Linked DNA regions of Mus musculus: regions 1, 2, 3, 4, 5 and 6 are each linked to region 7. Evidence: chromatin contacts called from public Hi-C and HiChIP or PLAC-seq data. All regions are on one chromosome and are shown on one strand. The core of a region is the stretch at or near the end of the contact, and the rest is flanking DNA. Distances in the headings are between cores, read along the strand shown.

Region 1 (3,819 bases), core at 344-2,843, 730 kb before region 7:
GTGGGTTAAGAGGGTGGAGAACTAAAGACTGGAATGTACACCGTGTTGTGCATGGATGGGCTGCTCTCGGCAGGAGGCCCTCTGGGTTTGCTCCTGGTGCCCACATGGTGGCACTTTGTCCTTCTCCTGCTGCTCTGTGCTCTCCTGTGCCAGGCCTGGGATAGATGCCACACACGCAGAAGTGTGAGCCTCAGCACTGTCTTCTGTCATTTTGGTCAAGAGTTCTGTCTGTGTCTGCAGTGGTGTCTAAAGGCCAGCGTGGCTCAGAGCAGGGCTTAGGGGCAGGGGTGGTGTCAGGTCGCCTCTCCGGTCTTTGACTGTCAGGACTCTTCTCTGCATCCCTGTCTGTGACACAGGGTGAGGCACCCTGATGTCTCTCTTTCCCGTCAGCCTCATGGAATGTTCCCAGTGAGCCTGTGACAAGAATGAATGCACAGGCGCACCAGGCGAGACCGTAGTCACCTAAGGACACACGGCAATCCTAAACTGGGCATTTTAAACTATTTTAAGGTGTACTGCGCGGGCCACATGCTGGGTGTCTTCCAAACTTAACTGCTGTTTCAGGCCAGGCCTAGAGCTGGAGGAGATGGCCCTGGGGCCCAGTGAGCTGTTAGGAAGTATGGACAGGGACACAGAGGACACGGTGCCACTGCTGGTCTCATCACCACTTCTGTCCTTTCTGTTTCTGGCTATGGAGGAACTCGGGGACATGGGGGCGGGCTGAGGGTGGAGGGACAGCAGGACACTTGTGGAGCACAGCTCTGGGAGTTGATGCGTGCTGTGGTGGGCTTTCTTGCTGTCTGGACTGAACTGTGGACAAGTTCTTTCCTGTTGTATATACGCAGCCCCACTCTGCCCCGTTCTGGATTCCATTATCAAACTGAAGAAGTTAGAAATTGGCTTGTGCGTGATGGAACGGAGACTGTGGAATGTGTGGAAGCTCTCCTGAGGGATGTGAATCTCTTCATCTGTGTGGTGGCACCCTTGACTTCCACTCCTGTCAGAGTCATGTGGATGCCTTTAAAGAAGCTGGCATTGGAATGTCTTTCTAATTGACAGACTTGACTGACAGAACCGTCCCCAAAGTTCCATAATTGAGCAAACAGCTTGTCACCATACAAATAATTAAAATGCCATTTGAAAAATGTGTGCTGTGACAAGCACTAACTTAAACGTTGTTCACAGTTCCTCATCCGAACACAGATTTTTCAAATGACTTGGGGCCCTTTTGTTGCCGTTTGCAGCCACCGTAAAGCAAGTGACATTTAATGAGCCACTTCAAGAGGGATGTGGAAGGCTCTGCCTAGGAACAGCCTGTTCCACTCAGAGTGGTTAGGGCTGGAAGGTGGCAGCCTCCAACCGCTGTCCACGTGCCCATCAGAGAGCTGCCAGCAGCCAACTGCACAACTCCCGCTTTGGTGTTGGAGTCAGTGTTTCCCTCCCTGTATTCCGTCAACATGGCACGCCACATGAATTTAGTGGGCCGTTCTTTTCCTGAGCGGCAGATGGAAATCACAGCTATTCCAACTTGCACACTCATCTCCCCCTCTCCGAGGAGGCACACATCAATCTGTTGTTGCTAGGATCTGCAGTTACATTCAGATCTCGCTTCACTCTACTCTGGCTAGAGCACCAAAGCTTTCCTCTTCAGAGAGGGCCCTTCAGGCTCCTCCCGCTTGACGAGGACCCCTTTGTCTGGAGTGTGTCATGTGGCTGAGGGCCGTGTCTGCCCTGGGTGCTCTGTACGATATTGGAACGGGAAGGGACTTTGGCTGAGCAGGCTGTTTTAGGGGAGAGCTGACGGAGGTACAGAGAAAAGTCCCCTGGTATCTGGCATTGGGCTCAGATGGCTGTTACTGCTGCATCCTGAGGTGTGGAGGGTGGGACTGAGTGTGTTCTGGACTTTAGGATGAGGTTAACAGGCTGAAAGGCAGGAATAGTTATAATTAATTCATCTTAAGTAGCGCAGCACATGTTTCCTTGGCCTGGTAACCTTGGGTGTTCAGATCGCAGCTGCTGCCTGTACTCCAACTCGAGCCGAGCTCAGGTCTGTCTCAGATCAACCGGAAGGAATTGCAGCCTATACATGGCCTGTCTCCTTTGGCATCATCCTGACAAGCTTTGGGATTGTTGAGAGTACTTCTTCTCCAGTCCTGATGGCTGTGCAGTGATTGACTTGTTAGGCAAAAGCCCACGGAGAGCAGGCTATTATCTGGTTTTTGTTTTTGTGTTTTTTGTTTTTGTTTTTTTTTTTTCTTCAATATTTGGCTCCATCCAGAGCCAAGCCTCCACACAGATGTGGGGTCCTGTGTGAGTGTTCCCCTTAGTGACTACTTGGTACTGGACAACATGGGGCTATTTGAATCACTTCCTGATGACCACGTGGTGAGGAGTCTTGTATGGGATGCTATCAGGTGACTGTAAGGCAGGCCAGGGAACAGGGCAGGGATGAGCTGAGAGACGTTGGAAGGAGCACTTCCTGAGGTAAAGAAAGAAGGAGCTCTGTGTGCCTGTTGTTTTGTATAAAGGGATGAGAGAGTTGCTGTGCTTGTTGATGTATTTATTTTTTGTCAACTTGACCCAATCCTAAGCATCTCTTAGAAGAGGGAGTCTTAATTGAAAAAAAAAAAAGACCTCCTTGAGATTGGCCTATAGGCAAATCTGTAAGATGTGCAATGATTGAGGTAGGAGATGCCCATTTTACCACGGGCAGTGCCATTTATTTCTCGGCAAGTGGTCCTAGGTTGTAGTACAAGAAAGCAGGCTGAACCAACCATGAGGAGCAAGCCAGCAAGCAGCACTCCTTTGTGGTCTCTGCTTCAGCTCCTGCCTCCAGTTCCTGCCCTGCCCTCCATCAGTGATGGAGTTTGTGACTGGGCAGTGAGAAGCTGAAATAAACCCTTTCCTCCCTGTGTTGTTTTTGGTCATGGTGTTTTCTCACAGCAGTAGAAGCCCCAGCCAGGACCATCAGGGACAGGCCTGCTTTGGGGATACTTGGGTTTTTCCATTCTGTCCAAGGCTATCAAGCACTTCGCATGGGGATAAGACTTAGGAGGCAGAGCAGACACTATTAGCTTGGAGATGAAGCCATAAAATTGAGCTCAGGGACCAACTAATTTACTGACCTGCTTTCTATGGTGCACTTAAAGACAGCAGCCTGAGTTTTTCCCTGCCTTCCTGCCCCAGCCTGGAGGAAGGAGACAGTAGAGGAGCAGGGCATTGGTCTGTGGATGCTGTGCTGTCACAGCTCTTGTCTCACAGTGACTTCATAGGAGTCTTGGGGGGAGGGGTGAGCTGGTAACTCTTATTAAGCCCTAGTTGTTTGGAGCTGGATATGAGGGAATTGATGGTGTTTGGATTGGAGACATTTGGACTTTTAGGGCTTGGCCCTCAGCCTTCTGTGGAAAGAGAAAAGAAGGCAGGAGAGTGTGTATGCGTTTGTGATTTTCTGGGCCAGAATGGATGCAGTTCTGCTCATCAGGAGTGGAATCACACTAGTTAACAGTGAGTGATGAGGGTTCGTAAACTGGGGAGAGGCGGCCCCCTCCCCCTCAACAATGAAGCCATGTATGAATGGGGATTGAAGGAGAGTTCATTGATAAATCTAAAGCCATATGGCAAATGACCACCCAAGAGACCCAATTGCCTAAGTCATTGATTCGGGCCTAATGCATTTTTAATGGTTACCCAGATGCCTTTCCTAATTGTATCACCATGTGTTCCAGGATAAAGCATGAGTCATCCTCCAGTGATGAAGAGCACGCAGCCGCCAAGCCATCAGGTTCGAGCCACCTCTCTCTCTTGTCCAACGTCAGCTAC
Region 2 (4,024 bases), core at 1,224-3,723, 770 kb before region 7:
TCTCATGAAGAGGGCCGCTCACTCTTCTGTCCACACCTGCCCAGGCATGCTGGTTAGCCGTGCAGCATTCAGGAAAACAGAACCTAAGGACTTAACAGTTACCGTCACTGCCAGCAACTGAGGAGACCGATTTTCATTTAGAAGGGGTGGGTGTTTTTATATTCACATCAGCAGGGACCAGTTCCTGGTGTGGCGAGGAACACCTGCGGTCCCATGTTTAGCAAAAGAGCAATTTTCAGCACCGCATAGCCTGTTGTCCCATCCTGATGGACGCCTGCATGATGCTTGTCCTTTCTGAGGGACCAGGGAGCCAGCTGCAGCCACCAAGTCCTTATAGAATTCCCACTCCTAGGACTACTGGATTTTAGAATTGAAAATCTAGTCAGTGTTGGCCAAGAACTTAACAAGTTCCTTTCCAGCCTCCAAAGGACCTGCTTAACCAACACCTCCGCTCACTTCCTGGATTGTAAAACTGAGTACGGAATCGAGGATGCTGTACTGCTGAGCCCAGGATTGGCTCCTTCCTCCTCTAGCTAGAGTCATTAGGTTATTTCCCCTCTTCCGACTTGGGCTGAACACAGCAGGTACTGGGATTGGCTCAGGGGATCACCTCAGTTCTCTGGCTGAGTCACAGCTCAGCGGCAGGAGCGTGGCTGCAGACAAAACACTGCCTAGGGCCCCACCAGGGGGGCTCCAGACTTTGCCGGGTTAGAACACCTGGGCTTCAGAGACTCCAATTTTTGTATAGTGCGACCATCTCCTGTGACCTAGTGAATGTTTCTGAGATAAGTGACCTGTTTGTGGGATCTTCTTATAGGCAGCAGGCAAAGCTGGTCCTATCTTTGCTACTCAGAGCTGTCTGGGTGCGTTTGCGGTTGTGTGTGCGGGTTCCAGACCCCAGGTTCATTTGTGGGGTAAGGGCTTTGGGCTGGACTTTATGTGTTCAGATTCTCCTCCACCTGCTTCAAATCTGGAAAATAATAATAATAAAAATGACCTTATTTAGATGACAGAATGTAAGACTGTAAGACATGCTTTCTGGAAGGCCTTGGGGTGGGGGTGTGGAGGATGGAGGAGATGATGGAGGTGGGGCAGGGTGCCTTCATTCTGGGGTCCAGAACCCCAGGACTTTGTGGGCAGCGGAGACAACCCTTGTGGCTACTTGTGTTGCCCCAAGTGCAGCTGGAGCGCTTCCACCTCTGTCTTTATGCTCAGAGTCACCCTGCCTGTGCTGATCTCCTGAGCACTGGGGTGGAGGCAGCCCAGCCTGGCTCAGTTCCCTTGCAGGTCTTCGGTGGCCTGGTCTTGGACTGGGGTCCTAGCTTGCTTGGTGGGCAGAATCCCTTGAGAGGGATCTCCAGTGCCTCGGAAACCCAGTGTGGGGGTGGGGGTGGGGACCTGTAATTCCAGAAACCGGAAAGCAGAGGGATTGGAAGTTCGTGGTCACCTTTAGATTCGTAGATTTTAGGACCAGTTTGGGGTACACAAGCCACTCCTCCCTGGACCTCCCCACGAACTAGTTTTTCTCAAGGTGGGACGCACCCGTCATCATTCTGACCTCCCTCTCCTGGGTTGCTTGTGGCTGGCATCCATTTCTGACTCATATTTCTGCATATAGTTTCCGGTGACAGGTACATTATACTTGGGCTCTCTCTGTTGGTCTACGAGACCCCAGGTATATGTTCTCCAGCAGTCTTCCTCAAGGTCTTTGCTCTTCTGTCCCCCAGAAAGCACTGACTCTTCGGAGGGTTGTTGTATATATAATTTGATATTTATTACCTGGATGTAGCTCAGTTAGCGGATGTGAAGCTCTGGGGTCCATTCCCGGCTCGCATAAAGTAGGCATGGTGGGGGTAGGATTGCCTGTAACCTCAACACTTGGGAGGTAAGATAGGCAGATCCGAAGTGCAGGGTCATCCAGGAACCCATAGAAAGCTTGAGGCAAGCCCGGGATATAGGAGTCCTTGTCTCCTAGTAGTCTCGTGACACTTAAGAGTGACTTGGTCTGACTTGAGCCATTCCACCCCCAGACCTGGCATTGTCTGTTATTATTTATTCCTTCCTGGCTCTGCTGACTGGTGGTGAATGTTAGCCAGGAGGGAGGCAGGATGTGGGAGTGCTAAGATTAGGAATTGATCCCTAGCTTGTGACAGGCACATCAGGGGAAGAACTAATTGTAAACTGACATAAGGTCAAAACAGGGTCAGGCTGTGGAATTAGAAGACTTTGGCTGCCTACTCCCTGGAACGCCAAGGCAGACAGTCCAGTCTGGGGAGGGATGGGATGGGAAGGGGGAGGCGGGGATATGAGAGGGAGGTGGGAGGTGGGGTGGGGTGGGGGGGGGGTCTGTGGGCTCTGAAAGCATCCCAGCAGCACGCTCCTCCAGAGTCCCCTGGCGTCGCCCCGGAGACTCCGCCTCCTTTCAGGCCCCGCCCCTTGCCGTGCTTTAGCTGACAGCCGCTCCGGCCCGCTGTTTGCATACAAAGGCAGCCACACGCGTGCGCGCCTGCTCGTGAATCCTCTTGGTGAGTAGCAATGGGGACCCGGGGCCCAGCTTGCGCCCCAAAGCCCATTACTGAGACGTGGGGCCCCGCAGGGAGGCGATGTGGGCCGTGTTGTGACACAGGCCTTCCCGTGGGGTGTCGAAGCTTGCAGGGACCCCGTGGCGGTCCGAGACCCGGATGAGACGTATCCCAAAGGGTTTAGGATTCAGGCTTTGCAGCCAAGGAAACTGAGTCTAGGCTGGTAGGTTGACCTTCGTGCCCAAGGGCACGCCTCCGCTGGGTGGCAGCGAACTGGGAACCGGGATTCTTAGATAATCAAGCTCGCAGCAGGCCTCTCTGCAGCTTTGCAGTCTGGTGGGCACTGGGCCTGTGGCTCCCTTAGTAGCTGCAGGCACTTTTATCTGGGAAAGGCCGGGGGGAATATGGGAGGGAAAGCAATGCTTTGGAAGTCATATTAAGTATTAATATTAAGTCATATTAAGGGGACAGAGTCAAGGTGGCTGGCTGATAATTTGTGTGGCCAGTAGTTGCTCCAGACGCCCACCCTCCTTGGCAGGAGGCAAGAAGGAAAGCAATGGTCTGGGCTGGGCTGGGGCGTGTGGGAAAAAGCTTCCAACTGGGTAGTGAAGTTGTGGGGAAGACTGTAACGGTTCTAGGAGGAGAGGATAGCGGCCCATGGGGATTCACACATATACTATCTATCCTTTGTTCCATAAAATACGTTTTATGAATGAAAGCAGTTAAGGACTAATATCTGCACCACTAAGGGGACTTTCTAGTGTTCCCAGAAAGGCTGAAAGATCCCACTGTGTTGATTCCCTGTGTTGACAAAGCTTCCTGTTTGCCGACAGCGCGCTTCTGCTGTCACGGGTTTTGTGTGTGGGTGTGTGTTTTGGCCCTTATTCCTGCTTGTGTAGGGCCTGGTGGTTGGATTGGGAAGCCTGGGGCTGAGCTTGGTTTTGTCTTGGTGGCTGTCCCACCTCACGTGATTTCTACCCTTTTTAGGTGGCAGTCAGCAATGTTCTTATGATGCTTGTCACTTTATTGAAAGGGACAACATGCCCAGTCTTGTTGCCTGGGTGATAAGTTGGGGTTCAGATGAAGGAGATAGGATCCTTGGTTGCTGTTCTGTGTGGGGTGCTGTCTGCTGGGGAGGCTGGGGTGGGTCTTTGCTTATCTATTGCTCTCAGTGCTTCAGGCTAAAGAGAGGGAAAGGTCAGGAGATGGCAAGACAACTGACTACTGATAGCTGGAAATCCATGGGCCAGAGACATCACTTGGGAGCCTCCCTATCTAGAGTGAGGGAAAGGCCACCCTTTGTTTACTAGACTGATGAACCGAGAGGCTCCAGGTTGTTACAACTTCGGATTGTTACACCCTGATGGGGCAGCCCAGGGTACCACTGAGGTCCCTTTATAGGGCTAGGCTGGTCCTGGCTACCCAAGGCTAGCCCCTGGTCCATAACTTGGCACACCCTTTCCCCACCTTAGATTGTGAATCCATTTTTTTGTGTGTCTTTT
Region 3 (4,061 bases), core at 32-2,531, 670 kb before region 7:
ACAATGCTCAGTGGGGAAAAAAAATCAGGTCATCTTGCTCTCTCAAGAATGCTGATCTGGATGCAAAATTCAGATGTCACAGTATCATCTCAGTAGCTTCAAAGAGATGCCAATAAAGCTTAACTCAGGATAAGATTCCTCCAGCCAAAATAGCAGCATCCCAGCAGCATCCACTGACAAGGATCCAGACCATCAGCAGTGGGGGAGTGGGGAGAAGTACACTGGTTGGGACAGTCATGGGGACAGTGGGCACTTGCAGAGGTGACATGGACAAAGGGACATCACAGGAGAGCACACAAGGAAATGGAGTGGAGCCTGGAGAAGCAGGGCAGAGGTGGTGAAAGCTGAAACAGTAGAGGTGAAAGTGGGCTGGTTGACCCTTGCGGGGTAGAGGAGATAGACTTGGGACCTTCAGGTCCAGAGGAATACTGTGGTGAGGGGTCTGATTGAGAAGGTGATGGGCACATTTGGAGATCAGGATTTCAGGTCCAAAGTCACTTTATTGTGGGAGTCTGTTTTTTAATATGGCCGCAGATGACTTAATGCTAGGGACCCATGTGAAGTGAGTCATCAGGCGGTCTCTGTCACTGGGCAGATGTCACAGAGCATACTCACACCAATAGCGACAGAGTAGAACTGCTTGGCTTGGCTTCTTGGTCTCATACCTTGCTGGGAGGCGGCACACAGGGATATTGTGGGACTTAGCAATGGCTGAACAAAGTTTGTTTACTTTTTGTGAAAATGAGCCTTGTTGGGACAGAAATCTGCTTTTAATTATAGCTTATTTGACCGCAGTCCTGTGGAGTAGAACTCTGGGCAGTGGCCGTTGAGCTGTGTCAAGCATTGAGAGTGTTGGGTTCTAGGTCTGTGGGATGCTGACCCCTGACTGACCATTATTTCCTCTCTGCAGCCTCGATTGATTTTCTTGATTGGATGTGCACAGGTTTGGATCACAACCTGAGTGCTCTGCAGCCCTTGTTCTTGTCCACAGTAGGACCCTAGCAAGTTCCACTTTGTCAATCTTTACCTGCCCTGGAAAGTCAGTGGTGGCTGAGAAAAATGTTTTTCTTGTCTTTGCTTCTTTTCTATGCTTAGAACACCCTTCACTCCTTGTCTCCTTGGAGTTTGCTTCTTCCCCCTGAAAGGTGCAACTTCAGAGCTCCTGGAAGGCCTCACCTGAGAGCCTCTATGACCTAGGCACACAGGAGTGTGGGTGTATATCAGCTGGAGAGAGATAACCAGAGGAAGTAGGCGTGGCCAAAGAAGAGGCAGTCAACTGAGACTCAGATGGGGTGGGCTATGAAGGTGTCCTTTGCTTGGGGGACAACTTTCCAAATCTGGGCAACTGTGTCCCTGTGGCTGGGTTGGCCAGGGGCCAGATGTTCCTTATGTCCTTTATTGTGGGGATCTGACTCGAGTCCCAGACTGGCCCTCCACTGAGTTCTGGCCTGGCTACCCACCACCCACATCTTATGTCTCAGATTTCATTTTGGAAATCTCTCCTTGTAAACCTACTGGCTGGATCCTGCCTAAAGTGAGAGCTTTCTTTGAAGTCTCATGTTTTATTTGAAAAGTTATGCAGATTTTTTTGAGTTTGTTTCCATTTTTCCCAAGTATGTGCTAATGTAAAAATATTATTTGAAATGACTTAGCTTTGATGTGGGGCTAAGAGGCAAGGAATGTTTATTCCTGGCTTGCTGCACTCAGCTTGCCCTCAATGGCAATGTTTGTGAGGTAGACTGTCTTGGTTGGCTACTTCCTGGAGTTCTGGCTTATTACTTCAGTTCTTGCTCCACTTTGACCTGGCTGGGGATCCTCTTAGGGAACACCCCTTCTTGCTACTGGACCCAGGTTTCTAGCTTATCTTTTCTTGGTTGCCCATAAGACTTGTTTTTAAAGGTTCCTGGTGCCGGGGCAAGGCCAGATACCCTCTTTGAATCCTGCTCCCTCAGCCCTGACAGCAGTTACATCTTCTTCCTGGATGGGTGTGCACCTCTGTCTTTGAAGAGCCATGAATTTCCTTCACTTTTGAACTTTTGTTGTCTGGCTTAGATATTTCTAAGGGTTCAAGGAAGATCCTCAAAGCAAGTCCCACCCTCCCTCAGCAAGGGGAAAAAAGACATAAGGAAACAGAAGATACCTCCTCTGACCCTGGTTGTTTCTGCTTGTTTAAGGTCCCTAAATTATTTTTATTAATTTTTAAAATTAGGTATTTTCTTCATTTACATTTCAAATGCTATCCCAAAAGTCCCCCATACCCTCTCTTTTATTAATTTTTATGTAATTTCTAAATACTTGAGAAATTGCTTAGCTGTAGAATGTTTGTGTAAGGTACCAGGGCCTGAGCTAGGTCTCTAGAACTACAGAAGACAGTCTTCTGTGAGTTATAATAGGGAGTAAATGTCCATGAAGCACCTATCCAGTTAACAAGTCACAGTGTGAAGCTATCCTTGGGACAGTGAATCTGCTGATGGAGTTCAGGAGAAGCTGGGGATGGGGTGGCATCGTATTACATCTTCCCCTGCTTCTTTGCTTTCCTTTCCCACTCTAACACTACACACACACACACACACACACACACACACACACACACACACACACACACACACACACACACAAAGAGAGAGAGATACATACAGAGACACACACAAACATATACATAGATACACACACAGACACAAATATAGACACATATACACACAGACATACAGACACATACACACAGACACACCCTTTCACACACACAGACACATACTCACATACTCACAGACACACAGATATATATACACACACAGACATACACAGACACACAGATACACACACACACACATACACACACACACACACACACACACACAGAGAGAGAGAGAGAGAGAGAGAGAGAAAGAGAAAGAGAGAGAGAGAATCTATGAATTGGCTTTGTAAACATTCTTTTAAAACTAAGCAAAGAGTCAATGGCAAGGCTGGTATTTGTCACATTTGGAAATAAGCATCAATTTAGAGTGGGACTTGGGGGATATGAGTGGAACAGGCTTCAGATAGTTTCTTCAGGCAGACTGTGATGGTTCATCTCAAGTATCAAGTTGATGAGATCTAGGAGGACCTGCGTACTATAGGTGGCACCATTCCCTTTGTGTGGACCCTGAACTGTATAAAAGGGAGAAAACTACAAACCTTTCTCCCTCTCTGCTCCCTGAGTGCAGATTTATGTGACGAGGTACCTTAGCTCCCACCCTGTGCCTCCTTTGCTACAATGGACTGAAACTACAAATCATGAGACCAATCAAAACCATTCTTCATTAGCTTGCCTTTGTCAGGGTGTTTTTATTACAGTGATGGAAGTGTACCTAAGATGCAAGCTTAGCTTAAGCAATGACATTATGCCTGGCATCTAACTTGCATTACAGAAGGGGAAACTGTGCCGGCTTGTGTTAAAGGCACACATTTCCACAATAAGCACATGTTCAGTTTCAAGTGTGAGCTGGGTATTTTTCATCTAGAAAGGGGGTATTATTGAGCCAATTCATGTCAGTTTTCTAGGACCACTATCACAACACTCACTGATGAGGTGACTTAAGTAACAGACACTTACTTTCTCACAGTTCTGATGGACCGAAGTCTATGATGAAGTAGCAAGGAGCAAAGTTTTCACTGATGACATTCTCCTTGGTTTGCAGATGTCCTCTGGCTGCCCTTTCACATGGTTGTTGCCCATGGTGTCTTTCTCCATGTCTTCATCTCTTCTTTTTCCAAGGACACCAGTCAAATGGCTTAAGAATTACTCCAAAGGTCTTGCTTTAACTTGAGCATTTAAAAGCATAACCACATTGTAACATCTGCGGGATGAGGGTTTTAGTGGTGGATTTGTTGGGGGCACAATATGGCTCATAAAAACTGACCACATAGGGTTGTTGTAAGGATTAGCTACATGAAAGTAACCACACAGAAGCTGCCAAAAGAGCCATTCTATTCTTCTAAACAAAAACATCCCAGAGCATATTATTAAATTTATATAGGACATGAATGCATTGCAAAAGTCCAGTTATGATGGTATAGATGAC
Region 4 (3,875 bases), core at 470-2,969, 840 kb before region 7:
CTGAACTCTCTTTCTAGAGATGGACATGATGTTTCAAATGCCAAACTCCTTTTAAAGCAAATCCATTACCAGCAAACTATTGTTAGGCATTTGGTCCCCTTGTCCCCATTCAAGAAGAACTTGAACCAGATAGGGAAAAGGCAGCCCCGTAGGACATGGTTAAACATGGGCACAATTGGCTCTTTCCATGGTTTCTCTTGGGTGAAGAGGGAGGTGGTAAGTGAAGGACGGATGAATAGGTCCTAGACTCCTCCCTTCCTGCCCACCAGACCCAGATGATACACACAGGATGGTGCAGAGAAAAGGAGCTTTATGCCAGGCACCGCAGCCTTGTACTGTGGCAAGAGAATAGGGTGGAGAGAAAGAGGTATCAAGATTAATATGAAAGAAACCAATGGCAGAGAAAGGCTGGGGACCCTCACCAACAGCTACACATAAGAGACAAAACAGTAGAAAAAGCTCATGGATTATAAATGTGGGAGAAGGCAGGTGCTGTGCAAATGGCACATACTCTACTCCTGGCCAGTGCCCTTGAGCTTCTAACAGCTCCCTCCTCTTCTGCTCTGTATCCACTTCAGTTGTGCAAGTGTTTTTCTTCCTGACAAACCCTTCTGTTCTACCACCATATGTGTGCCCCTAGTCTAATCCATTGTTCTGGCACACCCGGACTTGAAAATCTCAAGCAATAGCTGCAAGACTCCAGTCCACACCTGGCCAGGAATTCAATGCAGAAGATATGATGGTCCAGTCATCTATGCAGCCCCTAATCCCACACATGTCCTGATGCACCAGCCAGCATGCCTTTCTGCACTTTCACATGTTTACCCTTCCAGATCCTCTGTGTGCTCACGGGTAGTGAAGGGATGCTGCTTGCACCCTTCCTTGGTCCTTTGAATATCTGGGAAGGACCCTGGAGGAGTTGCTTTAGTTTCTTTCACTACCCCAGTGTGTGTGTGTGTGTGTGTGTGTGTGTGTGTGTGTGTGTGTGTGTGTGTGTGTGTGTTAAAGGCTAACTGTAGGACATAGGTTTCCCCTTCTACTGTACCCCACTCCCCACTCCCTTACCTGGATGAAGACCTGGAGCGTGGCGCGACTTACTAGCACCGTGCACACACGCGAGGCAGGCTCAGGCTCCCCGTCGGCCCTCTCCATTTCGTGCTTCTGTCCCATGATAACCGCCATGGGCAGGGCAAGGCCCAGAGAGGCGACCCAGACTAGTGACAGCAGGCGGCGGGTGCGGCGCGGGGTGAGCAGGCGGCGGGCGCGCAGCGGCTGGCACACGGCCAGGCAGCGCTCTGCGCTCAGGCTGGCCACGCTCAGCACCGTGGCGTAGGCGCACAGCTCACGCACGAAGTAATAGCCACGACAGCCGAGATCGCCGAAGACCCAGGGGTAGTGGGACCACACGAAGTTGTAGAGCTCCATGGGCACGCTGATCAGCAGTAGCAGCAGGGCTGACAGTGCCAGGCTGAGCACGTGGTAGCGCAGGCGCCCGGGGCGACCCGCCCGCGCCTTCAGCACCACGTGCACGGACAGCGCATTGCCGGCTGTGCCAAGCGCGAAGATGAGCGAATAGAGCGCGGTGAACAGCACCTTGGCCCAGAGGCGAGTGTCCACGCCCAGCCGCGCCTCCAGGCTCAGCCCTGCACTGGGGCTGGGCCTCGGGGGCCACAGGCTGCTGGTCTCCATCTCTGTCTCGTGGTGGCCTGATCTCCCTCCCTCTCACTGCCCAGAGCCTGGGCTAGCTGCCCGGGGAGCCAGCACCACCTCCTTTCTGGGAACCTCCAAAACTGGGAGGACACGCCTCTGGAGGGAGTTCCAGAATCAGTCTTCAATCTTTCTGCCATTTGGCTCATCCAGAAAAGCACGTGTTGGTGGAAGAAGGTGGGGGAGGACATCCTTTGAGGTTCACCTGGATGGCATTGCTGGTAAGCCATGTGACCCGTGGGTAGGTTTTTAAAAGCCCTCTGTCCCCACCCCATTGCTTTTCAACTTTAAAATACTACCCATGCTGCAGAATTTCTCTAGGGATCAAATGAGTTAATTGGCAGGCAGATGCTCAAGCTACAGTACAGACAGACAGACACAATTTGAACTTCGCAACATCCCTCACCCCCGTCTGTTTGTTGTCATTTCTATGAGCAATCTGAGAAAGAGACAGCTCAGAGAAGGCTTTGCCAGGCTTCAGCAACTTTGCTCTCATTAACCTGGCTGCCTCTGTGTGATGGTTTGTATGTGCTTGGCCCAGGGAGTGGCACTATTAGAAGGCGTGGCCTTAGCCGGGCATGGTGGCATACACCTTTAATCCCAGTACTTGGGAGGCAGACGAATTTCTGAGTTCGATGCCAGTCTGGTCTACAGAGTGAGTTCCAGGACAGCCAACCCTGTCTCAGAAAAACAAAAAACAAAAAACAAAAAACAAAAAACAAAAAAAGGCATAGCCTTGTTGGAGTAGGTTTGTCACTGTGCGTGTGGGCTATAAGACCCTCATCTTAGCTGCCTGGAGGTTAGTCTTCTCATAGCAGCCTTCAGATGAAGATGTAAAACTCTCAGCTCTGCCTGTACCATGCCTGCCTGGATGCTGCCATGCTCCTGACTTGATAATAATGGACTAAACATCTGAACCTGTAAGCCAGCCCCAATTAAAAGTTGTCTTTATAAGAGTTGCCTTGGTCATGGTGTCTGTTCACAGCAGTACAACCCTAACTATGACACTCTGTCGCAGTAATAACCTCAAGAAGGTGGCCAGTGCACGCACCCTCCTGGTATCACACTGTCCCAGGATGTCACCCTCAGAGCAGAGGGACGAGTGTGTGTTAAATCTGTTAAACTGTGCGTATTTGTGAGCTCATGAAGAAATGAGAACTCTGGAGCTGGAAGACTTTTTGGATACCCATCTTCCTGTTCAGAGGAGGTCTAGTGTCTACTGGGGACAGAATTAGATTGACACCCATACCTCCGGATTCTGTTTTTCCAACCTCACAGGTTGTATGGCCCAGTGACAATCAGTTTCATCTTCTTCCAGATCCATATCCACAATGAAACTGAGATTTATTCTCCTTCTATATGGGAAGGCTTCTGAGGTGGGGAATGGACGGGGAACAACACGCACTCCATGCCTTTATCTCCAAACCAGAGTTGGAGAGATGAGCACGCAGGCAGATACAGAGAAGCACAGCGTTGCGGAGCAGAACCAAAGCCTCTCTTCCCTGAAGATGCTCTTGTCAGGTTTGTCTGAGCATCCCTGAAAGTAGCTAATACAATGCGCTTGCTCAGCTCAAACATAAGCACATCTTGAAGGGCTATATTTACTGTAAATGCCTTTATTAAACAAAACATTGGCTTTACCTCCCGAAGCTGCCAACTAACCATACTTCTACCGCAGGGACTCTTCTACCAACCCAGAGCAGACACTGTGGCTATGTAACTATAACCCATGAAATATTTCTGGATTTGCATTATGAAAGCCATTCCCTCCTGTCCCCCGTGGGACCCATTACAATGCTGGGCACTGGCTGATTCATGCATCGCTATTTGCTCAAACATACCTTATGCAGTGTAACTGCGTGTCAGTTAGCTGGTTTACAATGCCAAAAGTGAATTAAGTCTGCACCTCACCCTGAGAGACTGCTGTGCTTGTTATGATTTGAGACACAAATAACAGACCCTCCCTGGCACATTCAGAGTGTGTAATAAGGGGGCTGGACGAGAGAACTCTGTTGAAATTGCCCCCATTGTGGCCTGTGAACTGGCCGACTCTTCACCTGGAAATTCCTGTCTAACCCCAAGAAAGTTTGTGGAGTTATGTGTGGCTCTCAGAATGACCCCAGCAATGTCATCCCCACACACTAAGCTATCCCCTCAAAAGTTAGAAG
Region 5 (3,592 bases), core at 13-2,512, 980 kb before region 7:
CCTGGAGAGCTGACTTTACAGGCATGGGCCACCAAGCTTGACTTATATTTATGTATGGCTGGGGAACTCACCCCATCCTAGGCAATCAGTCTATCGACAGGACTACTTCTTGAATAATTTCATTACACAAACATCTGCAGTCAGTTAGGCTTGGCTAGGTCTTAGGCACGGGGCTCATCATGTTAACTGTTCCTAGTCTCGACTGTGCTTGGAATAGTTCCTAATTAGAATAGGAAGTTGATGCCCCTGCCATTAGGAAAGTGGGGATAGGAGAGCATTCCTCAACCTGCCCATTTTGTGGGAGATTGATGCTTATTCTCCTATTGTCTCCTGCTCCTAGTCAGACAGGCTCCCTGTTTTTCTAGGACCTTTGGCTGTGAGGCTGGCTCAAGCGCTCTGCTGTTGTTGTTGTTGTTATTATTATTCGATGTGTGTTGCAGTTTGGGGAACAGAGGACAGCTTGCAGCAGTTGCTTCTTACCTTTCCTCAAGTGAGTAACTAGGATCCAACACAGGGGTTCAGTTTTTGGCTGCAAGCTCCTGTACCCACTTAGCATCTCGCTAGCATGGCTGGGGTTCTTGAATGGCAGGAGGGTACAAGGTGCTCGGGATGTCTCTGGCAAGTTCTAAACACACAGGGATTTCCAGAAGAGGGAGGAGCAGGAGGAGGAGGAGGAGGAGGAGGAGGAGGAAGAAGGAGGAGGAGGAGGAGGAGGAGGAGGAGGAAGCTTTGATGACCATGGGTTCCTTCTGTGGTCTGGCTCCCTCAATTTCCCCCACTTTCTCTGCTGGCTGCTCGCAGCCACCTCTGTGTTACAGGGGCCAGAAAGGTTTGCACCGGCAAGTGCAGGTTTGCTCCTTCCCTCCAGTGCTCATCCTTCTGACCCACTCTCGCATCAGGGAAAGTTCTGGCTCCACCCGCTAGTATTAGGGGTTCCAGGCTCTTCCTCTGCTGATGTTAGGCAACTTCCTTATTGTAGGGCGTTCATCAATCTCCACTGTTGGGGGCCTAAGTCCCCTACCTCTGTCGGCTTGAACTGCAGGGGTATTGTCCTGCGGTCCACAGACACGCCCTGCGCCGGGTGGAGACATCTGGGAGGGGGGGGGGGTCTTGCTCACTGGTTCGTCCTCCCAACCCCACCTCCTCTTCGGGCATTTGTGGCCAAGCAACAAATGACCTCTGTCCCCGGAGGCTTCCGACTTCCGCGCGGACCCCTCCCAAACCGGGAACCCCGTGAGAACCCAGCGAGGCGGTGGGTGCCTGCAGCGGGGACGGGACGGGGCAAGCCAATCTCCTGTGCCTACACCTGGACGGAGCCGGAGCCGGAGCAGCAGTCCCAGCTCAGGTCTCCCCTTGCCGCCCCCCCCCCCCGCCCCCCAATCACGGTGGCCCGCAAGACCCGGACGGGCGGACTCTCAGGCTCCGCGGCTCCGGGCTTTGCGCAGCGCCGGCTCCGGTAGCGCGGGCTCCGAGGACGCCGGATGAGGACAAAGGGCGCGAGGTGAGGGTGGCCGCAGGGCTGGGGGTCTTGCGCCAAGGGGTGTGGGAGGTGTCCATGTCAGTGTGTGCGCGTGTGTGTGAGTGAGTGAGAGAGCCATCTAGAGCCACAGCCAGAACGAGCCAGAGCGCTCCTGGCACATGGTGAAGGCTTCGGCTGCGTAGGTAAGAACTTTAGGAAAAAGACAGCACTGCTCCAGGTTGTGTACACCGCGGCTCCGTTTTGGGGAGGCTGTTTGCCGCCCGCTGCCCCCCGGGGGTGGTGGCAGCCGCGTCTTCTGCAGCACGTGGGACAAGGGAGAAATGGGACTTCTTCCCAGAGTGGCCAGCCTGTGAAAGGCTGGTGGCTGTGGTGATCATTGGTTGAGTTTGGTTATTGGATCTCCGTTGGGAGCCACAAACAAAGGCTACTGGCTGAAGTCCAAGAAAGTGTGTGTGTGTGTGTGTGTGTGTGTGTGTGTGCGCGCGCACACACACACACACACACACACACACACACACACACGCGTCCGCCAGCCCACCAGTGATCAGGGTTAGGGTTGTGGAGGAAGGCCAGGAGACACTCCATGCAGAGAGACACTGGGCCATTTGCTGTCAAACCTCATTTAATCCTTGGTCCTGAGGAGCAACCAAAAGAAATTACCTATTTTATAGACTGAAGTTTTTCTTGAATCAACTTTTATTATAGAGTCAAGTGTTGCCCCAGGGCTTGAAATGCTGTTTTATTAGCCCTTTAAAACCATGAATGTGTAAATTTAACCAAATAAACACCCATTTAGTCCCATCAAGGACAATCTTTTGCCTTTAACAATGGGCGTCACACAAGATGATTCTGAACTTAGTCTCAAAAAGACGTGTGCAGGTCTGAGTTTGCATTGCTTGGTGGGCTGATGTTGCTGGGAGTTTTAATTTAGAGTCCATCTCGGTTTTCTTAGTTTCTTTACGCCCCCCCCCAACCTCCCACGCTGAACTTTGGCTCATTTAAAGTTTACAGTAGGATCTGTGACTTTTGGTTATCCCGCAACATTTGCTTCGGGATATCCGTTCTTCCTCATTCTGATAAGAGTATTCTTCACGGAGTTAGAAGTCATTTTGGTTTGAAATTGGCATTCCACCTTGGCCCTTCTTGTTATTGAAGGTGACTAAAGCGGTTTGTGGCTTAAAATGTTTTAAACATGGGGACAGCAGTTGTAGTCTTAGACTGGTAGACAATTTGAAATTATCCTTTGTGTGGCTTTGTAGCTGTACTCTTGTTTAATAATTTTAATCAGATGTTGTAATCTTCAAGCTCAGCTAAGCTTTCTGTGCTTAATACAGCATTGATTGCCCCTTGGCTCAGGAAACCACTCACTGAGCCTCCGCGACCTTGCGTCCTACTGTTTCACTTGAAGTTAGAAGTTTCCTTTTACTGTATCCACTCTGGGGCTTCAGTTTACTTACAGATTCTCAGCAGAGAACTTCCAAGCAGAGCCAATAACAGGTCAGAAAACCCAGAGGGGAAGAAAGGAGAGTGTGACAAAGGTGAGACCAAGCCCCCTGTCCCCTGCCCAGATGTGATAATCTGAACCACCTGGACCAGGGGTTGACAGCAAGGCTACTTATTGATGCCCCCTGCTTGCTTTGAGAAGCCTCACATTCTCCCAGCTTTGTGCAGCAGATGTGGCAAGAGTGCTTTTACAGCTTTTGTGGGCTCAATGGGGTTGGGAATATGCAAGCTCTTCCAGAGGGTCTGTGGACAACTTATAATTCTGCCATAAAGACTGCAGGCAGTTAATCCTGTCACTTGTACATTGATTAATGGGTAACTTTGGCTTTGGGCACAGTTTCTAGACACAGTGCAAATTGTAGTGCTTTAAAGCTAATTATATCGAAACTATGGTAGAAGTAATACACATTCGTGACCAAAACTTTAACCGTGCAGGGGGGCTGGGCATGGTAGTACACATCTTTAATCTCAGCACTCTGGAGGCAGAGACAGACAAATTTCCGAGTTTGAGGCCAGCCTGGTCTATAGAGTGAGTTCCAGGACACCTAAGGTTACACAGATAAACCATGTCTCAAACCTGCCCTCCCTAAATATGCAAAGGAGTTAAAA
Region 6 (3,779 bases), core at 502-3,001, 620 kb before region 7:
TGGCTAGTGAGTGTCTTACTGAGGCAGAGAAAGGGATGGTTGAAGACAGTGAGCAAATCATGTCCTACTTGTCCATAGATGGGCTAACTCTATCATACCCTTTCCCCGCAAAACTCAGGTAACATCATGGAAAGGGAGGTGGTTGCCTGTAGAAGACCTAGAAACCATTCCAGCCACCATTCCAGTAGGGAGGGGGAAGGTCACAAGAGGCACTGTTCTTAGCTGAGGTTTGACTGGCAGTTGATGGATACTGGGGACAGGAGAGTTGATTTCTTCAGTGGCTTGTTCCCAGGGAGATTGACTATGTTCCAGTGAATGGCCTCACACCAAAGCCTCAGAAACAGAGCAGGTTGGGTTAAGGACGTGGTCTAAGGGGGAAGAATTGGAAATGAAGAGCTGCAGCAATGCCATTAGGCACAGGAGAAAGCACAAGGAAGGGAGAGAGCTTGGGACAGCAGCTGGTCCAGGGACAGAGGAAGAAGTACAGAAAGTTGAGTTATGGAGCAAGGGGGAGTCCATATCTTTACATTGGATACTTCTGCAAGGAGCGGCTGGAGAGATGGCTTACTGGCTAAAGGCACTTGTAGTTCTTGCCAAGGACCTGGTTCAGTTCCCAGCACCACCATGGTGGCTCAGAACCATTTGTAACTCCAGTTCCTGGGGATCTGATCTGATGAGGACACCAGGCACACATGGGGTGCACTGTCTTAGTTAGGGTTTTATTGCTGTGAACAGACACTATGACCAAGGCAGCTCTTAGAAGAACAACATTTAATTGGGGCTGGCTTACAGGTTCAGAGGTTCAGTCCATTATCATCAAAGCAGGAACATAGCAATAGCCAGGCAGGCATGGTGCAGGTGGAACTGAGAATTCTATATCTTCATCTACTAGCAGAGTACTGACTTCCAGGCAGCTAGGGTAAGGATCTTAAACCCATGCCCATAATGACACACCTACCCCAACAAGGCCATGCCTCCTAATAGTGCCACTTCCTGGGCCAAGCATATACAAACCATCACATGCACATAAATGTATGAAGATTAAACACACATAAAATAAATAAATGAAGATGTAGAGTGGAAACAGAGTTCTCAGAGTTCCCCTTAGGGTGGACTCTGTTCTCTCCATACTCTACTCCACATTGGCAGCAATGGGTGGAGACAAGATGGCCTTGAGGTAGAAAGCCATCTGCCACTGTGCCCTGACTCTCTTGGCAGCAACTTCAGCACCTCAGTTCTTCCTCTCTTCCTCCATTCTGCCTCATGAGCCCACCTGGCTGAGAGCCCATCTGACAAATATTCAAACACTGCAGCCTCTTGGGTACCATCCAAGCATAGCTCCAGGTGGCCTGGACAGTTTGACGGTTGGCTTTGGTGTGGCAGTTTAAAGGACAATAACAAAATTGGAAGCAAGGTTTATCAGGCACAGCAAATAAAAATGCTTGTGCCCAAATGTATCTGTAATTTGAATTTCAGGTAAAGAATGCATGCATTGTTAGTACATGCATGCACTGGATAATTCACATGGGACATACTTATTGTTGTTTACTGGAATTCAGAATTGACTGTGTACCCTGTATTTTACCAGGCATATGCCTAGATTCCCCTGGCCAGGTTTGGTTGGACATAGAGACCTTTGCTAAAGAGCTTTAATAAAGATGCTGCAGACTCCAGCCAGGCATGGAGCTCTCCCAACATCAGGACTTTGATGCTTTCTTTCATTCATAAAACTTGCCAAGAGGCCACAGTGATGGGGAGGACAGCTGGACCTCATTCATCACACTGCTGCTAATGAGGCTGGCACCCAGTGCATTGTGGTTCCAGCACATTAATGATCATTATAGACCTAATGAAGATTGGTGACGCTGCCAGTGGGAGGAGGCTCTCAACCCATTGTTCTGTCATGTAGATGGGAAGGGTGCCCTCCAGAACAGCTTATGGGGAAGGGGCTTGAGGAATGGAAGGGCTGAGAGGGGTAATTGGAAGGGGAAGAGAGAAGGCAGAAGCTGCTAAAGCTGAGGGTGGAGGTTAAAGAGTGGATAAAAGAGGCTACATGGTGGACCCAAGGGCTTTAACGAGAGAGAGAGAGAGAGAGAGAGAGAGAGAGAGAGAGAGAGAGAGAGAGCGAGCTCACACTTTGCAGGGCAAGAGCCTGAGGCTAGTTTCACCCCACAACCATATTCACAGTCCAGTTATGGGCATGCTTGTGCTCTCCTACCCCCCAAAGGCTCTGAGGGAGAATCCACTCCTGTTGTCTTCTAGCTGCTGGTGGCCCCGAATCTTCCATAGCTTGAGTCCCCTTGGCTCCAGCATCTCCTGCTGTATTTTCTTTGTTTCCTGCTTTTATATCTCAAAGCCTTCTCAGTTTCTGGGCTCTGGGGAGGTGCCTAGGTGGTAAAGTGCTTGATCTACAAGCTTGGGACCTAGCTTGGCTATTCACTACACATTTGGAAATGTGGGTATAGTCATGTGTGCTTGAAATCCCAGCACTGAAGAATCAGAGGATCCTGGGAACTTGATAACCAGACAGTCTTACCAAATTGGTAAGGCCCAGATTTGGTGAGACACCTGGTCTCATGAAATAAGTTGGAGTGTGACTAAGGAAGATATCTGTATCTTAGCTACTTGATCACTAGAGAGTGACCAGAGGAAGCCATAAGTGGGACCTCTGACTTTCATACACAATATACACTCATGTATGCACACCAGCAGGCACATTTAGTGTCGAGCATTCAGTGTCCAGCATGACAACCAAAACCCATCTCCTTGCTTTTGGAGTCTTAAACTGAAATCCCTCTTTTGTCATATAAAGTAATACGTTGTTACATATAGCATTTATTCATGGATCCGAGGGTATTTATTTTGGAGACTTTATTTAGTCAGGTTTCAGGTGTGAGAAAGTACTGAGTAGGCACAGCAGGGAAAGAGCATTCTAGGACTCACACTTTCATTCTCATGACTCCATTTTCTGAAGGCAAGGGCAGAGCAGTTACACCTCTATGTTGAGAGCATGTGCTTTATTTGACTTTGGCTTGTACTGGTCACACCTTTTGCCAGACTGTCTCACCTCTTAGAGATGGAAGTGTTGGAATGCATGGGCTCTCAGGGCAATTTGTACCCACAGACTGGACGGTCAAGTCCAATCTTATTTTTCATGACAGAAAATGAAGTTCCTAGAAATGGAGTCCTAGGTCTTTCCAGAAGAATCAAGACAGGGATCCCAGCCTTGCCTGTGGCCATTGGTCAACTGCTGCCCGGTACAGCTTTCTCAGAGCTGAAGGTGATGTAGAATACAGCTTTGCTAAACCCCAGTGGAATTCCCCTATGTATCTTCAGTGACAAGAGCTCTTGATCATAGGTAGGCATCAAAAGGTATTGGACTCAAGGCAACAGATCTTGTTTTTCTGGGCAGGAGACTAAATTGTGGAATAAAGGTGGAGCTTAACTGAGGTCTTGGGCAGAGACCATGACACCATGGAACAGGCTAGGTTTCTGAGGCAGGCAAGTTCATGCTCTGATATAGCCCATCATTGGGTCCATCATAGTTGCTTTATTTCACTGGTCTCAGTTTCCCCAACTCTAAAACAAGATGGCCATTCTGACCCTACAAAGATGCTGTGAAGTTCAAGTGATTTAAGGTCCCTACACACCAAACACTATAACAGGTACCCAATGGTAATATAACCACCTCTCTCACCCTCTGCTGACCCTTTAGCTTCCTTAGGACATGGGCATCCTGATTTCAACGTTCCCTGACCCACCTGTTTCTAAGCAGATGA
Region 7 (3,772 bases), core at 1,029-3,528:
AAATGGCCAACAATGAGCTCTTATGTGTATTATTTTATGACTCACCAGACTGTCTCAATGTCCACAAAGAACCACTGGCTTATGACAGGCAGGCTTACCCCTGTGATGACATCCAAGTATCAGGAAGATTTGGTCTCCTCTAACCTAAAGCTCAATCTAGCCCCAGAGAAGGACTAAGAAACACACACACACACACACACACACACACACACACAGAGAGAGAGAGAGAGAGAGAGAGAGAGAGAGAGAGAGGAGCAATGTAGTCATTGCAATATGACAGCCCAAGGAAACACGTATTTTTCCAGGACTCCAGGAAGTTACTGTCCTTCGATACACTTTCTCTTGTGGCGACCCCCAAACATCAAATTATTTTGCTGCTACTTCATGACAGTAATTTTGCTTTTGTTATGCATAGAATGTAAATATCTGATATGTGACCCCTGTGAAAAGGTTGTTCACCGCAAAGGGGTCACAACTCACAGGCTGAGAAACACTATCATAATTCTTCATATATTTCCTAGAACTGCAACTGCAGTTCTAGGGGTCACATGAGGTACGCAGGGCTGTCATTTAACAGACGAAAACTAGAGATCCTGGGAAGAAAAAGAAGCAAAAACAAAAACCAAACCAAACCAAAAAAGCCCATGCGAATTCAGTTTCCTTCTGAATCTGAAAACTGATGCTGAACACAAGTTTCTCAAACTTCTACAAGAAAGTTTGGTGACAGTCACCCAACAGAGGCCCCAGGGAACCTTTCTCAATGGATCCTCTGTAGAGATTGTTTGTCTAGGACCTGTTCTTGAACTGGGCAGAGACTGCATGGCACACTACTCTGTAGTCATGGTGACTTCCTCAAGCTGTGGTCCCCTTAAGGGACAGTTTAGGGATCAGAGTCTGAGTTTAAGGCAGATGAGTGGGGAGAAGGATGGGAGATCTATGAGAAGACATGGGGCATTTTAGTTTCTTCTCAAGATCTGTCCTCTAGGGTGGCTAGCTGAACAAGCAAGGTCCATTCACTACTCTGAAACAACCCTCAGGGAACTCCTGATCATTAGAGCCACTATTGTCCCGGTTAAGTATAATTATAACTAGTTCTCTATTTCTGTTCAAAAGTGGTAGTGCAGAATATTGTTACAGAGTGACCTCCCTCATAGAAAGAGGTGCCTTATGCGGGTAAAAACTCAAGAGTAAGCCCAGCAGTCTTGCCCCAGACCTTGGTTGCTTCTTTCTCTTTCTGTTTTCCCCTGCTACATTGCTACTCTTACCAGGATGCATTAGGTAAAGTCAAGAGGCTTAAGCTGTGGTCTGAACTTTCCCCAGGTCTGTTCAAGCCAATGGTCCAGAACCTTCCCAGGAAGTTAAGAATAAGCAAGGGTCAAAGTGCAGCCTTCCGTTGAACCCGGTATTGAATGTGTTCTTGGCCTAAATACTGAGATGCCGGGGCTGGAGAAGCCTGACTCCTTGGCTAGGAGCCAACATCCTTTGCTGGAAGTGTGGGTGCAAAGGTGTGTGTTCCTGAGCTCTCCCCAAAGACCTTGTCCTGAAGTCAAAAGACTCTGAAAGGATCCCCAATCCTATAACTGGTAAGTGGGGGAGGGGTGGTGACACTAACTACAAGCTCACAATGGACTTCTGTTGAAATGATAAGCAACCGGAGAGAAAGAATAAAACTAATTCTAGAGACTGTGGGCTGCAAGAATCCTTCATTTTTTTTAAAACCCGCGGGGAACTGCTTGTTCAGGTTAACATAGCAGCAGAGGGGTGCCCGGTACCCAGAAGATGCGAGGCTTTCTGCGGAAAATCCCGGGGAAGAGGATCTAAGTCTCAAAGTTGACCTGAGCCTGCCGGTGTTGCGTGGCGACGGTGGCAGATACACAGTCCAGCATCCCTGTCGCTGCAGCGCGAACAGCAGGCCAGGGGAGCCCAGAGCCCTTGGACTGCGGAAGGATATAAAGCACTGTTTACCTCGCGCCTGGCCGAGCCATCCGGGGGCGAGGCTGGCGCCCCCAGTGGGGGCACTGCAGGAGTGGCGGCAGCAGCCCTGGCCGCCGGCGGGCGCAGGGGAGCCGCGCGCGCACTGGCAGCGGCGCCGCTGATTGATGGGCTCCGGGCTCAATGACAGGGGCCGGGGCGTGGGTAGGGCGGGGCCGGCGAAGAGGGCGGGGGCTCTGTGGAAATGTGTCGGTGACATTGAATGGGGAGACCGAGCGCGAGCAAGCGAGGCGCGCGCGCACACATACGCGCACACACAGCCGGGCTCGCTCCGAGATCCCCGGCCACGTAAGTAACTATTAATACCGCCTCGCCCGGGGATGCGGGCGTGCTTGAGCGCCGGGATTGGCCTAGGGCGCCGTGGCCATCCCCTTTAATTTTTAAATACACGGTCCTCTCCTACTTCTGGGTGGCAAGAAAAAAAAAATAATAAGAAAAGAAGACAAGCCGTCGATTTTTATTTTTCCTGCAGAGCAAACCCCGCCGTGCAATTTGGTCGCAAGGCATCGGGAGACAAGAGTGGTTTGCAAATTGTTTCAAGGCTCAAGACCCAGTTGTGCAGCGGAAAAGGAACGCCGCGGGTTGACGGAGTCCGGGGAGCATCTGCTGGCAGCTCCTGCAGGACCCCCGGAAAGCTCCTGCTGCTGGTACCCCCCAGGTCACCGCCCGCACTTCTTGCTTCATCGGAGGAGGATCTGGGACGTGAGCAGCGACAGCAAGAGCTAGTGCTGACCGCGCGGGCTCTGCCTTGGGCTTTGTCGCGGTACCTGTGCCTGCCCTACTCCGCGCACTCCCTACTCAGCTTTTGCAATCTTTTGTTGCCACTGCTGACCGCCCCAAGTTAAAAGCGCCTTTGCAATTTTTTTTTTCTGTCTTTTTTTTTTTTTCTTGAGAGAGACAGCTCTGCGATTTTTTGGAAAAGCCTCAGACGCCATCTACAGTTAAGACTTAGGTAACTGCCCTCTCTAGCACCCCCCTTACACGCCCCCCACCCTTTCCACCAAAAAGAGGGGGGTGCAGCGCGGATTCTGGCTGCCGCGCGGCGTGAGCCGGTAGACCCGAGCTTATTTCCTTTTTCTTTTTGTTTGGTTTCTAACGCGTGGAGGGCGAGCCGGCGCCGCGCGCTCCCTGAAGACTGCACAAACTCCACGCAGGGCTTCTCCGCCCGGTCTGCGGATCCTCAGCTGGGGATCGCTCAGAAGCCCGGCGCTGCAGCTCCTCACCCCAGAGGCACGCTCACTCGTCCAGATCCACGCTGCGAACAGAGACCCACTGAGTCCAGCGTGCGGTTCTGCACCGCGCTGGCAGCTTCTGGGTAACAAAAGGACCCGAGTTGTCCGCAGAGCGAGCACCCCCGGGAGCGGGGCTCGCAGCCGGGGACCAGCCCTGCAGCGCCCATCTGGGGGCTAGTTCTTAACTCTTCCTCCACGGAGCCCCAGACGGGTCCCCTCCCTTCTTGATCCTTTTAAGTCGGTAGCACCGAGGCGCCTGCACCGGCGCGGCTCATCCATCTCTCCAGAGGGGTTTTTTGGTTTGTTTGTTTGTTTTGTCGTGTGCGATCCTCACACTCATGAACATACACAGGTCTACCCCTATCACAATAGCGAGATATGGGAGATCGCGGAACAAAACCCAGGATTTCGAAGAGCTGTCGTCTATAAGGTCCGCTGAGCCCAGCCAGAGTTTCAGCCCGAACCTTGGCTCTCCGAGCCCGCCCGAGACTCCGAACTTGTCGCATTGCGTTTCTTGCATCGGGAAATACTTACTGTTGGAGCCTCTG

What was found. Hi-C and Micro-C count contacts between places; a contact is called where the count stands out from the background. HiChIP or PLAC-seq counts read pairs in DNA pulled down with a chosen protein or histone mark.
Region 1: an H3K4me3 HiChIP or PLAC-seq map of forebrain shows a contact between it and region 7, with 10 times the contacts expected there. The contact joins the enhancer-like site here to the promoter of Trib2 in region 7. A contact is called at or near these places in 18 of 39 promoter capture datasets (the 3T3-L1 cell line, 3T3-L1-derived adipocytes, the C10 cell line and 11 more), 1 of 15 datasets of contacts at CTCF or cohesin (large pre-B cells), 4 of 484 Hi-C or Micro-C datasets (CD4 T cells, bone marrow-derived macrophages, cerebral cortex and 1 more), 26 of 115 datasets of contacts at active chromatin or transcription factors (CD4 single positive thymocytes, T-cell acute lymphoblastic leukemia, bone marrow-derived macrophages and 19 more) and 1 of 9 other capture datasets (liver).
Region 2: a Hi-C map of B cells shows a contact between it and region 7, with 24 read pairs. The contact joins the promoter of Lpin1 here to the promoter of Trib2 in region 7. A contact is called at or near these places in 8 of 39 promoter capture datasets (the C10 cell line, cranial neural crest, embryonic stem cells and 4 more), 2 of 15 datasets of contacts at CTCF or cohesin (the NIH/3T3 cell line and large pre-B cells), 14 of 484 Hi-C or Micro-C datasets (B cells, CD4 T cells, CD8 T cells and 9 more), 19 of 115 datasets of contacts at active chromatin or transcription factors (astrocytes, craniofacial prominence, double positive thymocytes and 15 more) and 3 of 9 other capture datasets (embryonic stem cells, liver and macrophages).
Region 3: a contact with region 7 is called in an H3K4me3 HiChIP or PLAC-seq map of embryonic limb bud, with 10 times the contacts expected there. The contact joins the enhancer-like site here to the promoter of Trib2 in region 7. A contact is called at or near these places in 13 of 39 promoter capture datasets (the 3T3-L1 cell line, 3T3-L1-derived adipocytes, HPC-7-derived erythroid cells and 9 more), 2 of 15 datasets of contacts at CTCF or cohesin (the NIH/3T3 cell line and large pre-B cells), 1 of 484 Hi-C or Micro-C datasets (nephron progenitors), 23 of 115 datasets of contacts at active chromatin or transcription factors (craniofacial prominence, differentiating embryonic stem cells, embryonic basal ganglia and 14 more) and 1 of 9 other capture datasets (embryonic stem cells).
Region 4: a contact with region 7 is called in an H3K27ac HiChIP or PLAC-seq map of stem cell-derived neural progenitor cells, with 7 times the contacts expected there. The contact joins the promoter of Ntsr2 here to the promoter of Trib2 in region 7. A contact is called at or near these places in 11 of 39 promoter capture datasets (the 3T3-L1 cell line, 3T3-L1-derived adipocytes, the C10 cell line and 7 more), 7 of 484 Hi-C or Micro-C datasets (the N1E-115 cell line, brown adipocytes, embryonic stem cells and 3 more), 15 of 115 datasets of contacts at active chromatin or transcription factors (T-cell acute lymphoblastic leukemia, astrocytes, cardiomyocytes and 11 more) and 1 of 9 other capture datasets (embryonic stem cells).
Region 5: a contact with region 7 is called in an H3K4me3 HiChIP or PLAC-seq map of embryonic forebrain, with 6 times the contacts expected there. The contact joins the promoter of Greb1 here to the promoter of Trib2 in region 7. A contact is called at or near these places in 4 of 39 promoter capture datasets (the C10 cell line, hippocampal neurons, liver and 1 more), 5 of 484 Hi-C or Micro-C datasets (embryonic stem cells, hematopoietic stem and progenitor cells, nephron progenitors and 2 more) and 6 of 115 datasets of contacts at active chromatin or transcription factors (astrocytes, double positive thymocytes, embryonic forebrain and 3 more).
Region 6: an H3K4me3 HiChIP or PLAC-seq map of neural progenitor cells shows a contact between it and region 7, with 31 read pairs. The contact joins the enhancer-like site here to the promoter of Trib2 in region 7. A contact is called at or near these places in 6 of 39 promoter capture datasets (the 3T3-L1 cell line, embryonic stem cells, liver and 2 more), 2 of 15 datasets of contacts at CTCF or cohesin (the NIH/3T3 cell line and large pre-B cells), 5 of 484 Hi-C or Micro-C datasets (adipose-derived mesenchymal stem cells, cerebral cortex, large pre-B cells and 2 more), 22 of 115 datasets of contacts at active chromatin or transcription factors (VIP interneurons, astrocytes, cardiomyocytes and 15 more) and 1 of 9 other capture datasets (embryonic stem cells).

What each region holds. Positions count from the first base shown.
Region 1 is chr12:16,548,910-16,552,728 of GRCm38.p6, reverse strand. It overlaps Lpin1 (lipin 1), which reads left to right. Exons shown (of 21, transcript NM_015763.4): 15 at 3,726-3,819. Among named protein-coding and RNA genes, the nearest start is that of Lpin1, 39 kb to the left of the region's middle. Within about 2 kb of position 1,593, at least 30 of the 459 cell types and tissues checked have an H3K27ac peak or open chromatin away from gene starts, as enhancers often do. A contact at or near this core is called in cerebral cortex, forebrain and hippocampal neurons, where this site is marked.
Region 2 is chr12:16,588,219-16,592,242 of GRCm38.p6, reverse strand. Lpin1 (lipin 1) reads left to right here and starts at 2,473. Exons shown (of 21, transcript NM_015763.4): 1 at 2,473-2,525.
Region 3 is chr12:16,485,016-16,489,076 of GRCm38.p6, reverse strand. No RefSeq gene overlaps it. Among named protein-coding and RNA genes, the nearest start is that of Lpin1, 100 kb to the left of the region's middle. Within about 2 kb of position 1,281, at least 2 of the 459 cell types and tissues checked have an H3K27ac peak or open chromatin away from gene starts, as enhancers often do.
Region 4 is chr12:16,651,314-16,655,188 of GRCm38.p6, reverse strand. Ntsr2 (neurotensin receptor 2) reads right to left here and starts at 1,719. Exons shown (of 4, transcript NM_008747.2): 1 at 1,066-1,719. The coding sequence starts at 1,689. It also overlaps a transcript of Lpin1 not described here.
Region 5 is chr12:16,798,556-16,802,147 of GRCm38.p6, reverse strand. It overlaps Greb1 (gene regulated by estrogen in breast cancer protein), which reads left to right and starts at 1,262. Exons shown (of 35, transcript NM_015764.4): 1 at 1,262-1,501.
Region 6 is chr12:16,432,428-16,436,206 of GRCm38.p6, reverse strand. No RefSeq gene overlaps it. Among named protein-coding and RNA genes, the nearest start is that of Lpin1, 160 kb to the left of the region's middle. Within about 2 kb of position 1,751, at least 13 of the 459 cell types and tissues checked have an H3K27ac peak or open chromatin away from gene starts, as enhancers often do. A contact at or near this core is called in VIP interneurons and neural progenitor cells, where this site is marked.
Region 7 is chr12:15,815,291-15,819,062 of GRCm38.p6, reverse strand. It overlaps Trib2 (tribbles pseudokinase 2), which reads left to right and starts at 2,278. Exons shown (of 3, transcript NM_144551.5): 1 at 2,278-3,772. The coding sequence starts at 3,563. Gm5432 (a long non-coding RNA gene) reads right to left here and starts at 2,126. Exons shown (of 3, transcript XR_001780551.2): 1 at 1,966-2,126.